4 separate regions of the Mus musculus genome follow, and all the other regions are linked to region 1. Evidence: chromatin contacts called from public ChIA-PET and Hi-C data. All regions are on one chromosome and are shown on one strand. Each heading gives the region's core, a stretch centred on a gene start, on an enhancer-like site or on the middle of the called end of the contact. The rest is flanking DNA. Distances are from core to core; before and after follow the strand shown. Region 1 holds the start of Bcor (BCL6 interacting corepressor). Region 2 has its middle 110 kb from the start of Gm39494. Region 3 has its middle 45 kb from the start of H2al1a. Region 4 holds the start of Med14 (mediator complex subunit 14).

The links. A called contact is a pair of places that touch in the nucleus more often than the background predicts. ChIA-PET counts read pairs in DNA pulled down with a chosen protein or histone mark.
Region 2: a Hi-C map of cerebral cortex shows a contact between it and region 1, with 5 times the contacts expected there. The contact joins the enhancer-like site here to the promoter of Bcor in region 1. A contact is called at or near these places in 1 of 484 Hi-C or Micro-C datasets (cerebral cortex) and 6 of 115 datasets of contacts at active chromatin or transcription factors (embryonic forebrain, embryonic hindbrain, embryonic midbrain and 3 more).
Region 3: a contact with region 1 is called in a Hi-C map of cerebral cortex, with 4 times the contacts expected there. The contact joins the enhancer-like site here to the promoter of Bcor in region 1. A contact is called at or near these places in 2 of 484 Hi-C or Micro-C datasets (cerebral cortex and uterus) and 6 of 115 datasets of contacts at active chromatin or transcription factors (T-cell acute lymphoblastic leukemia, craniofacial prominence, embryonic forebrain and 3 more).
Region 4: an RNA polymerase II ChIA-PET map of memory CD8 T cells shows a contact between it and region 1, with 11 read pairs. The contact joins the promoter of Med14 here to the promoter of Bcor in region 1.

Annotation. Positions count from the first base shown.
Region 1 is chrX:12,079,160-12,081,919 of GRCm38.p6, forward strand. It overlaps Bcor (BCL6 interacting corepressor), which reads right to left and starts at 1,394. Exons shown (of 15, transcript NM_029510.3): 1 at 659-1,394.
Region 2 is chrX:11,099,810-11,102,569 of GRCm38.p6, forward strand. No RefSeq gene overlaps it. Among named protein-coding and RNA genes, the nearest start is that of Gm39494, 110 kb to the left of the region's middle. Within about 2 kb of position 1,357, at least 3 of the 459 cell types and tissues checked have an H3K27ac peak or open chromatin away from gene starts, as enhancers often do. A contact at or near this core is called in cerebral cortex, where this site is marked.
Region 3 is chrX:11,252,843-11,255,602 of GRCm38.p6, forward strand. No RefSeq gene overlaps it. Among named protein-coding and RNA genes, the nearest start is that of H2al1a, 45 kb to the right of the region's middle. Within about 2 kb of position 1,434, at least 28 of the 459 cell types and tissues checked have an H3K27ac peak or open chromatin away from gene starts, as enhancers often do. A contact at or near this core is called in cerebral cortex and uterus, where this site is marked.
Region 4 is chrX:12,760,563-12,763,322 of GRCm38.p6, forward strand. It overlaps Med14 (mediator complex subunit 14), which reads right to left and starts at 1,411. Exons shown (of 31, transcript NM_001048208.1): 1 at 905-1,411. The coding sequence starts at 1,137. Gm14634 (predicted gene 14634) reads left to right here and starts at 1,716. Exons shown (of 5, transcript NR_045852.1): 1 at 1,716-2,424.

The DNA of each region.
Region 1 (2,760 bases), core at 144-2,643:
CACGTGATTCACGCTTTGGGGCAAGCCAAGGAAAAACCCGGGACTCCCCTCCGGAGTTGAGCGACGACGGCAGGTCGAGCTCGGCTCGGTCCGAGGCGCCCGCCGCACACACTAGCGCACGCTCAAGCCGGCGTTCCACTCGGAGGCACCGCCGGGCCCCAGGAGAGGCCAGACGAAGCGGCGGCGGCTGGGGGTTTTTACAGTTCTTTTCCGAGTCGAAAAAGAAAGCAGACGGGAACCCGCCGCCCTCCCCTTCCTGCTAGCGAGGTAACGCCGAGACGAGGTTCCCAGCTTCCAGCCCAGCACCCCCCCCCCCGCCTGACTCCCGACGCTCGGCGACGACCGCGCTCCCGCGCAGACACACAGAGGCTGCAAACTTCCACTCGTTCAACTCCCGATCCTCCCAACCCCTCGGGAGGCGGCAGGTCCTCCGTCGAGTCCCTCCCTCCCTGGTGCCCATGCGGGGGCCGCTTAGGTTGGCTGCATTTTTAATAACTTGCAGCTCTGATGTAAAACCGAAAGCGAGCAAGGTAGCTAAGCCTCCCAACGGGGGTCTACCGAAGTCGGAGGAGAAACCCTCGGAGGGAGGAGGTCGGCTGCAGTCCCCGGCGCGCCAGCCCGCCCGCGGCCCCCGGGGAAAGGTGTTCCGGGCACTGACCTGAAATCCCCAGTCGGGAAGTAGGCAGGGAGCCCTGCGATCCGGCGCTTTGAAGTTTTCCCCGGAGCGGAGTCCAGGCGGCGAGGAAGATCCGGGGGCGGCTGGCTGGGTGAATGTGTGCGGGGTCGGGAGAGGGCGGCTACGTGAAGGAGCCCGGCCGGGAAAGCGCAGCGAGCAGCAAAGTTTGGCTTCCTCTGGTGCCCGCAGTCCACTCCCAGCGCCGCGCTCGCTCGCCGCCGACTGCAGCCGCTCTGCTGCCCTCGGGGTCGGCCCGGCGGAGGGGTGGGCTCTGGGCCGCGTGGGGGTGGGGCGGGGCGGGGCGGGCTGCGAGCTTCAGGGCAGGTGGCGACGGCCCCGCGCGATCCTCTCCTCCCGCAGCTGGCCCGAGCTCTGTCACCCTCAGCAGCTCCCGCGCCGCCGCTGCCGCCCGCGCTCGGGCAAGAGCCCCAGCGCCATGTTGACGGTTCGCCGAGAGCGCCCGCTCGGGCTGGGTGTGTGTGTGAGTGTGTGTGAGCGAGTGTGTTGGCCAAGTCGTCCCTCCGCGGCGACAGCGCGGCTCGGGCTCTCCGCCCGGCGGCTCGCGTGCTCCCCCTCCGCCACCGCCGCCCGCCTCGCTCCCGCTCTCGGTCGTGCTCTGGGTTCCGGCGCGTCTCCCCCTCGGCCGAAGAGCTCGGTCGCCGTTCGGCCCGGAGCGCAGCTCTGCCTCACCTTGCCGCTGGGAGCTCAGGCTCCGTCTGCTGCCGCACGCCGCGATCCCAACGCGTCCCCCCTCCCAGGTTCCCTCCTCTTCCTCCTCCCCCTCCCTCCGCCCGCCCTCCCTCCCTCCCTCCCAACAGCCGCCTCCCCTCCCCCCTCAGGCGCAGCGCTCGAGCGACAGCCGCCCGCCCGCCCGCCGCCGCCGCCGCCTCCAGCTCTCGCAAGTTTGAGATCCCCAGTCTCCGCTCACCCTCCGCTGCGGCGCCTCCGCGGTGGGGTTTCGGGAGGGGGTGATTCCCCAGGAAAGGTTCGCCCGACTTTCCCCGGCCCTCACGGATTCCCAGCCGGGTGCATTGGGGCCTCGCCACATCTGAACCCCAAACCACCTGGGTGGCGGGTCGTGTCCTCGTACCCCCCCCCCAACTCTACCGCCCTCTGTCCTCTCCGTCCCAGCTCCGGCCGAGTTAGCATTCACGCCCAGCCAGGGCTCACGTCCTAGGGTATTGGAGACCGACTCCGCAGCGGCGACGGCTAGGTCGGCCAACAAATCCCCAGCCCCAAGAATGGGGGGCGGCGGGGCGGCGGGGCGGCGGGGGAGGCTTTCCCTGCCGCGCGCCGAGACTCCCCTTGCTACCCAGAAGGCCAGTGGAGGACCGCAATTACCATAAAGCGCCTCGCACTCCTCTCAGCCAAAGCTGTCAAACCCCAGCGGCAGGCGCCACTGCCTCCTCTCGCCACCAGCGCTGCGCTCTCCCGGCCTAGCGTCCCCTCCGAGAGCCAGCCCAGCAGAGCCTGAGTGCGCGTGGGCGTCCACCCCCACCGCACCTCGCCCCTTCTTCCCAGAGGAGCTACTTCCCCTTAAGGCGCTAAGAGCTACGTGAAAACACCACCACCCGCAACAGTGGCAGTTCCGCGCCCTTGCTCCCCGGACATTTCAATTGTGTGGGAATTGTGTTGAGGTGGGGGGCTGCTCTTGGGGACACAAGGGGGTGGGAGGACCATAAAGGGACCTGGGATGAGCCTGAGTTTCTCCCAGTTCTTAAGCATTTCACAGTCCGGACCTCCGATGGCTGGAAGGTCTGCCCTCGTCTCTCACCTCGGCCTCGTGAGAGTATCTCCCGCGTTTTATTTTACTTGGCCGGGAACAACTTTTGGCTTCACCGTTCAGCCCATAAATTTTCACTCGGTAACGTCGTGCAGATCAAGGCTCGGCGGCAGTGTACAGCCTGCGCCCGCAGCAGTTCAATCCAATTGACACGTATCGAGCTTCTCCTACGCACCAGGAGCAGCTCTGGGCGCCAGGGGGGGATGGGGGGCGGGGAAGGGCAGGCAAGCGAAAGGGGGAAGCCGAGAAGCGAGGTTCAGGCCTCCCCGGAATGCAGAGCCTCAAGGACGAACACCGCTCC
Region 2 (2,760 bases), core at 107-2,606, 980 kb before region 1:
GGAACCTTCCACCCCGCCTACTTTCATCTGAAGTCATTGGACTCCCACTCAACTTTCTCTTTCTGTCCTCCTTGGAGTAGAGAGCCCAACCCAGGACAGTCTGACACCTGCCAAAGGCAAACACACATACTTACCATGGCTCCTTTTGGAAGGGCCAGTACTGTCTGTAGTCCTCCTGTCTCCAGGAGACCCAATTCAGAAATGCAAGCCTATTCTTAGTCTCAGCTTATTCAGACGGTTCGGCCTTTGATGGGGTTCCCTAGAAACAGAGTCCTAGAAAGGAACTGAATAGATAATACTGAAGTGTGCAGGTACCACACAGCTGCCTCTCTTCGGAAAAGGAATGTGGGATTTTTACCCCCTCCCCCATCACCCTTTACTGTTCAAAGGGCAGAGGCAATAGCTAATCAAGTGTTTAGGGACAAGAGGGCTCCCATCCCATCCTGGGAAGGTGTGGACCAGTGTTAGCAGCTGAAGGATGGGACACCAGCTGCATCTCCCACGGGCATATTCCTTTGTTGTTGTTTGCCTCACTTAATTTAACTTTTACATCGCTGTAAAGCATGAATTTACATGATCCCCATTTTATAAACATGGCACCTATTGCTAAGCACAGATTGCCACCGGCTAACTGAGCATCCTAGACAGAACAGACAAGAATGAGCTTTGAAACTGTATTTCCAGGTTCTCTCACAGACCTGGTCAGATCCTCAGCTGGCCACAATTTTGCTCCTCCCAAATTCTAGGGTGCAATGTAGGCTTCAGAAGTCTCTCAGGTACCTGGCTTTCTCTCCAGACCCCTTTTCTTACACTTGCTTTTCTGTGGTTTCTTTTTTTTACAAAATTCTTCATGGGATGGTGAGGGGGGAGTGGCACTGAGTCACAAGAAACATAAAATTGTCTCCTTCCTTTCTCCCTATTTCCTTCCATTCCTGACAACCCCTTTCTCCATGTCATGTTCCCCCACACACACTGCCTCTCCTTCTGCCTACTTCTTTTCATCTTCACCTTCTCATCCTCTCTCCTTGCCTTTCTTTTTCTTTCCATCCTTCACCTTCCTATTCTCTTCATCTTTTTCCTCCTCTTCACCCACCACCCCACTTCTTGTCACTCTCACTCCTGACCCCAGATAAGCCTGCAGTCCTCAGCAGTTGGCAACTGAGAAGTTGCTGCAGTGTGCCCTGTGGGGCTTGGAGAAGATGGTCTGTCATCTCAAGGTGCTGTCTGGCGGCTCCAGACAATGCTCCATGCCTACCACTGCCAGCTGAGTAGCCTCCCATCCCCTGGCTTCCAGTCTATGTGGAGCAGGAGGCAGTACCAGGATTCACCTCAGAGTGGCAGTCCTGGGGCAGGGCAAAGAGAAGAAGCCGGATGGGAGATTAGGGAGGCTGAGATAGGAAGTGAATCATTCCGTCTTGATTCTTAGGAAGAGCAGCAGAGTTCAGGTCTAGAGTCTCAGAATGGTTGAAGGATGAGGGATCTGCTGCCCCATATGGAAAGTAAACCTTGATGCCCAGATCATGCAACTGGACTTTGAACACCTTGGTCTGCGAGTCTGACCCTTTAAGTTCTCTTATGCTACCAGTCCAAGGGTGCCCTGCTGTCTTGCCACCACCAACTTCCCTTCCCTGCTTCCTTCCCTTCTTTGATAACCTCCTACTTTCTGAATTTTATGTCCTGGTTCCCTGAGTGAAACTGAACAAAATCAAAGTTGGCTTGAGTCTATCTCTCTGCCGTTCTTACAGGTTATGGGTGGCTTTCGTGTGAATTAGCAGGTACTCTTTGTAGGCAGACCCACCATGAGAGTCAAAGCAGCCGCCAGCCCCATTGTACAGGTAAGGCTATGAGAGCTCAGGATTCCGTGTACTCGTTCTAGCATAGGATATCTGAGGACTTCCCTGAAACAATGTTCAGGGTGAGTGCTCTGTATGTAAAGGGAAACAATTCAAAGGGGGAGATGTGCTCAGTTATAAGCGGTATCAAGCAGCTATGGAGATGTTAAGGCCCAAGCTAAAAACCCAGAAGATGACCTCTCATACCTCTACGTAAACCCACAGGGTTTTCACGTGCTCCCAAGAAACACTATATGACCTGAGCAGACCTTTGAGAGGCACATGCACGTTTCTGTTTTGTCCATGAGAAGAGGACCAAGGAGGCCTTATGGGAGGGTAAGATAAAAAACAAGCTAGCTTGTTTAGACTTCCTGCTTAGAGCTGACATTTCAGACTTGGGTGGAAATCATCAAGCCTTGTACTGGCTGACCCCAGGCTGGAAAGCAAATCTCATGAAACCTTGCTCTCTCAGTAGAGCCTCAAGAGTCAAGTACGCTTTGCATTTTTTCTCCCATGTTGCTATCTGACAGGTAGAAGAGGCACTTGCTAGGCACCCAGGAATGGGTGAGTCTTACTTTGAACAATCTCATGAAAGAGTGGGGACAGAAAGAGAATGAAGCTCTGCAGGGTACTTGGTGCTTTGCAACCTGCACAGGACCTTCACAAACACTCCCAGTATTCACCAAACACCCCTGGAGCATGGGTTTGGCAGCTGTTGTACCCCCATTTGTCAGATGAGAAAACTGAGGGTCAGACATGTTGCACAGCCCACTGGAGGAGTATGTAGCTAGGAGGAAAAGGAGCGAAGCCGCCAGCACAGACTCAGTGATGTTCACATGCCTTTGCTAGTGCTCTGTGCTGAAACTGGGGAGAAGGGGCTTATGGAAATGGGTCCTTTGAGTGATTGTTCTTGCTGCTCAGGTTCAGG
Region 3 (2,760 bases), core at 184-2,683, 830 kb before region 1:
AACCCTTTCCTCTCCATGTTGCTATTGGTTGTGGTGTTTATCACAACTATGGAAAGCAAGCTAGAACAGAGAGGTTTGTTTAGGCTCATGGTTGTAGATGTTAGTGTCTAAAACTGGGTAGCCCCATTTATACCAACAGTGAGGGAAGCGGGCACATAATAGCAAGAAGGTCTGTCTGGAAGACATTCAGGAGATGCTCATGTCGCCAACTGAGAAGCATAGGGGTAGGTTACAGCAACATTGACATAAGGACCTCCCTTTAGGCTTCACCTCTTAAAGGTGCACACTGTCTCCCAATATCTCCATAATGGGAACCACTCTTTTACTTATGGACTTTTAAGGGACACTCATCCAAACTATAGCAAGAGGCACTCACTGGTAGGTTTTGAATGGCTAACTGAGGTGCCTATTAACATATCAAATTGAATGTTGGCCATCAAGTTCTCCCAGCATCCCTCAGTCCCTACCTGGCTACAGGATCCTTCTGGCTGGCATACCCTACCCCCTATCCTAAACCTCTCCAGGCCATGGACTGTGCCTGACTTTTCGTTCCACCAGCTTCTCGGATTGCTATATAATCCAGCCATTTTGGTTATGCAGACCTTTAGGCCTTTTGGCCACTACTCTTGGTGTTCTGCCTCTCCCGTTTTTTTCTTGCCCTCTCCTCACATTCACTAACGTGGGATGGGCAAGGGTATATGAGCAGTATATTGACAATGCCTACTATGTTCCTTAGAACAAGGGACCAGTCCTGTCCCACATCAGCTTTTCAGGCAAGAGGACTCAAACTCTGGCCTCAGACACATGCCAGAGAAGTCTACCCTTCAGCAGTAGGTGGCAGCTTTGCTCTCTAACCTGAGGTCTGTATATGTATGCTCAGGCCCCACACAGATGTAGTGAAGATGAGAACTAAGAAGTAGAAAGCCAGTTGAGGGTTTCGAAAGAACTTGGGACCCCCAGAGAATTGATTTTCAGGGAAGGCACCATGTGCTCAGCCCCTCAAATGAGCTTGGCAGATGGGAACGTCTTTCTGTGATGCCCCTTCAGTGGATGTCATTCTCTGACTGACAAGAGAATGGCTGGCACTATTACCATGGCAACCAATAACAGCCCACCCAAAGACCCTTCTACTGACAGAAAAGATGGAGCACAAACCAGAACTCAGGAACTCCACCTCCACAAATGACAACCAGAGCCAGAGGTAGGTGGCTTTTCTTTCCTCTTGACACTGTAATTATTACCCTGATCCTATGCATGTACTCATACAAGTACTTGGGTGGCACACACACACACACACACACACACACACACACACACACAACACCCAAAGCTGGTTGGGCCTGGGAAAACAACTGTCACAATGTTGTGCTGACTTGCTGGGTAAGCAGGAACAAGTGGGTGTCTCTGTTTTCCCCTGCATGTAATGATTCAGATGGTACCAGTTCCATGGCCTCGACCGTGGGAGGAGGCAAGAGCTGACGCAAGAGCGTCTGGGAGGCATTTGGAGCATCTTGAAAGAAGTCGCTGAAAATTCCTGTTATGAAATGCAAAAGTCTTCCTTTCCTTTTCTGTTGAAACCTTTTGCAGTTTTTAAATTGCAGTTAAGGTCTTCCCAATCAGCAGTTCTTCTGAGAGCACGAAGCAAGCAGAGTCGCTGACCACAAAGTGAAGGGAAAAATAAAATGTGAATTCAAACCATTTCCTAACTTGCGGCCAGATTCCAGTTTGGACTTTAAAAGCTTCCTCTCTGGTCAGCTTCCTGCACTGACGCAGCATCCCCCCCCCACCACCACCTCCCCAACCCCCGCCTCCCACCGCTACCACCAGCAATGCTCACTTAGCTCTGAGAGACTGTGTATTCCTTGCTATTAGAGATTGAAAACAGGAAATGAAGGGGCCTATAGGGGGATGGGAAAGCTTAAAACAACTTCAGAGGACAAGCTGATGAAGTCATAGATCGTATCGCCCTGCCTTTTCCATGTCGGGTTTCTTTAAAGATAAGGTAGTGACTCAAAATGGGCTGCCTTTTTTTTTTTTTCAAGATGGAAGCAAAGGAGGATTTTCTTTAATATCCTCTTCCCTCCCAGTGTTTCCAAAGATAACCAGATGAGAGAAGTGACTCGATCCACGTGCATGTAAAATGCGATTACAGGACAATTTCCCCATTGTGGTCCCTGAGGGCTGAGGCAGGAGGGGAAGGCAGGGGGAGGCAGGAGATGAAGAGGAGGCCAGTAGCCACTAGGCCTTGCATTGTTGATGAGAGTTCGTTAAGGCCCTACTCCAGCTATAGGGAATTTTGTGACCAATGGCTGATGTGCAACTAAATGGGATGTTGTGGCCTAAATCAAGTGAATGATGGGGCCTGACAGGAGCAGGAAGAAAGGGAAAGATGCTGCATATTCAGGACCTGCCTGTGAGATGGGAGGCAATGCCATCAAAATACCAACATGTAGACATATTCCACCATTGCAGGTGCCCAGACAGTGCCAGGCCAGGCTGTACTGTCAGATGAAGAGTGGCTTGTAAGAGTCCAGGGGACCAAGGTGAAGTGGGGTCCAAGAGGGAAGGCAGGCATCCCAGCCAGGCACTCCCCTGGGGAAGGAGTAACCCCTGATGCAGATGCTGAGAGGAGCAGTCAAAGGAGAAGGGAGGGGCCTGGGAGGGCTCTATGGGAGCAAAGATCTAGGATCCCCCAGCAACGGGACCCACAGACTTCAGTTCAAATCCGATTCTGCTACAGACCTGTTCCCTAAGCCTCAA
Region 4 (2,760 bases), core at 161-2,660, 680 kb after region 1:
CTCATTCAATAAAATATTGTACATCAAAACTGAAAGGGAATGTTTTACAAGAGTAAGTGAAGCCCGCCCTAATTCTTTTAGTCATGTACAATGTAATTCTCCAGTAACAAAGTATTGCAAGATACATCCTAGCGTCTACATACTAACGTATTTCCCTGGAAACCTGAGGGAGCCTAACAATAGGTAAAAAGAAAACTTTTATGGACCTCAGGTAGAAGATGCTAAAGAGTTTCAAATTTTCCTAGTACCTTTTATTCACATAGTGAACCATCCGTGTAGTCGGCTTGTACTCTGAAGGTATTAACACCCTAATCACGCCCCAAGGCATTTCATAGGTAACTAGACTGAAACCCGGAGGCTCATTAGAAAAAAAGTATTCTACTTTCACTACATCCATAAAGACTTAACACGCTTTCAAATGTTGCAGAAAGAATCAGAATTTATAATGTAATTGTTTTACACAGAATCGACCTCCGGCATTTTAAGAGAAACAATTGCAACCTTCATTTAAAACATTGTCAAAAAAGATGTAAAACATTTCCCTTCGTTGAAAATCCCGTTCAGTTCGAATTCTACGTAGTCCTCAATGCTTACTCTTCGACTTAGGTTTTTAGAAAATATTCCACATAGAAATTAATACACTTCTGTTGGGAACTCAAGACAAAAATCCCAAAGACAATCTTCAGCGCAAGTGTTAACATGCGAAACTAACCAGTCTCCGTGCTTTCATCGTCAACCAGATCCCCAATAGTTACCTCCTCCCTGTCCCCAGAACCTAAACCCCATGAATTTCCAAATTCTACGCTCAGCAGCCTAGCTCAGTAAATGGCAAGCATAAGCCTCTCTTGAAGGCGGGAAGGGCAAGTGAGGAGCCGGGAAGCAGGCATGGGTTCGCAGCACTTACAAGTCCGTCAACACCATAAGCTCCGAGTAGGCCCGGTGGAGCAGAAATTCGATGAGCGTGCTAAGCCGGTATCCAGGGCTAGCTGCCGCCGCAGCTGCCGCCGCCACAGCGGCTGCGGGCGGCGGGGGAGCCGGGGCAGACGCGGAGCCGCTGCTGCTGCCTCCGCCGCCGCTGCTGCCACCGCCGCCGCCAGGAGGGATCAGCTGGTGGTTGTCCAGCTGCACTGGGGCCATGGCGGCGTACAGCCCGGCTCGGGGCAACCGCCTGAGATGCGGCCCTGGAGCCTCCTCCCGGGCTCGGTGACCGCACCGAGGCGGGCGCGGGCAGAGTGGCCGCCGCCTAGCGCCAGGCCGCCTCTGAACAGGAAGCCGAGCCCAAGCTGCGGAGGCCCGCCCCCATGTAGGGCCGGGCCGGCCGGCCGCAGGGAGGCGAGCGTGGGGCGGGAGGGCAGAGAGGCGGGCCGGCCGCCACTCAAGTGGGGAAGCTTCCGCGACTGCTCAGCGGCCGCCCGGCCGGCGGGTTATAGCGTCCATGTTGCTGGGCCGAGAGCGGAAGTCGCCAGGCAGAACGGAAGGGGAACCCGCGGGAGGCCCTTTCCAAAGGCAACCTGCGACCGTTCCCCGCGCTGTGCTGTTCTGGGGGACAGGAGGAGGGGGTGCGTGGGAGAGGGGCGGAGCCAGGAGGTGCGTGGGCGGGAAAGCGGAAAGGGGGGTGGGCGCAAGGCGCCGGAAGCCGCGCCGCCAGTCCAGCGGCCGCGTCACAGTAACGTCAGTGGTCCCTAAGCGCTCTTTTTCCCCGCCTAGGCGACCGCAGCGGGACGGTGAACGGAGAAGGGTTGGCGGAGAAACCACCCGTCTCTCCTCTCGGGGCCCCAAAAAGGCGGCCTGCGGCGACCGCGCGCTGTGACTGTCCAACGCACGCTCCGCCCATAGGCGACCCTGGCGCGACGCGTGGGAGAAAACGTTACAGTCTCTTTTTTTCCTTTTTCCTTTTTTTTTTTTGTCAATTGTGGGACAAGAGCAACGACACAATAACGTCATTTGAATGCAGTCTCCTGTGTGCCGCGCCTTTGCTGTCACCCAAAGCCCAACATTGAAACACATGTAGTCCTTAAATCCTTTGCTGGTGTTCTTGGCTTTTGTCCCTGCCCTTGCAGTAGCCGCCCTATCCTGCCTGGGTTTTCATCTTTCCAACTACAGCCTCTTTCTCCCAAAATCCACATGTTTTGTCTGTTTTCTAATCTTGGCTTCTGTTTGAAACGAACTGCAAGCCTTTAAACATGTCTGTGGGTTCCCTCCACCTCCATAGATTCGGAAGCAATTGGTCTTTCGTGATGTCTGGGCTTCGAAAGTTTTTTTGTGTGCGTTTATTTTTGTTTTTTGTTTAGTAACCTAGCTATTCTCACGCACAAGTCACGGAAAAATTAACTGTTAAAAGCGTCTATTTTTGTGACCCTACCTAAACATCGTTTTGCAGCTTCATCTCTCGCAGGTGTAACAGATGCTCATGCTGATCGTAAGGTTAGACAATTCTCTTTGTTCTCCACTTGTACAATTGCAGTGCTCTTGATTCTTGGTCTCACTGTGTTGTCGGGGCTGGCATTTTTTAGCTCTTGAGCTCAAAGTAATTGGGATCACAAGCTCCTCCACTACCTCATCCATTTTTCAGATTGATAAATCATGTATTTATGGGGTACAGTGTTAAATTGCATATGTTTATGGGGTACAGTGCATGAATACACTCCCGAATGAACAAATCGGACTCATTGACTTTGATCACCTCTCATACTTTATTCTTTGTGGTGACAGCTAGAATATACCACCACCTCCTGCCACAACATTGCCTTTTGCAGGACT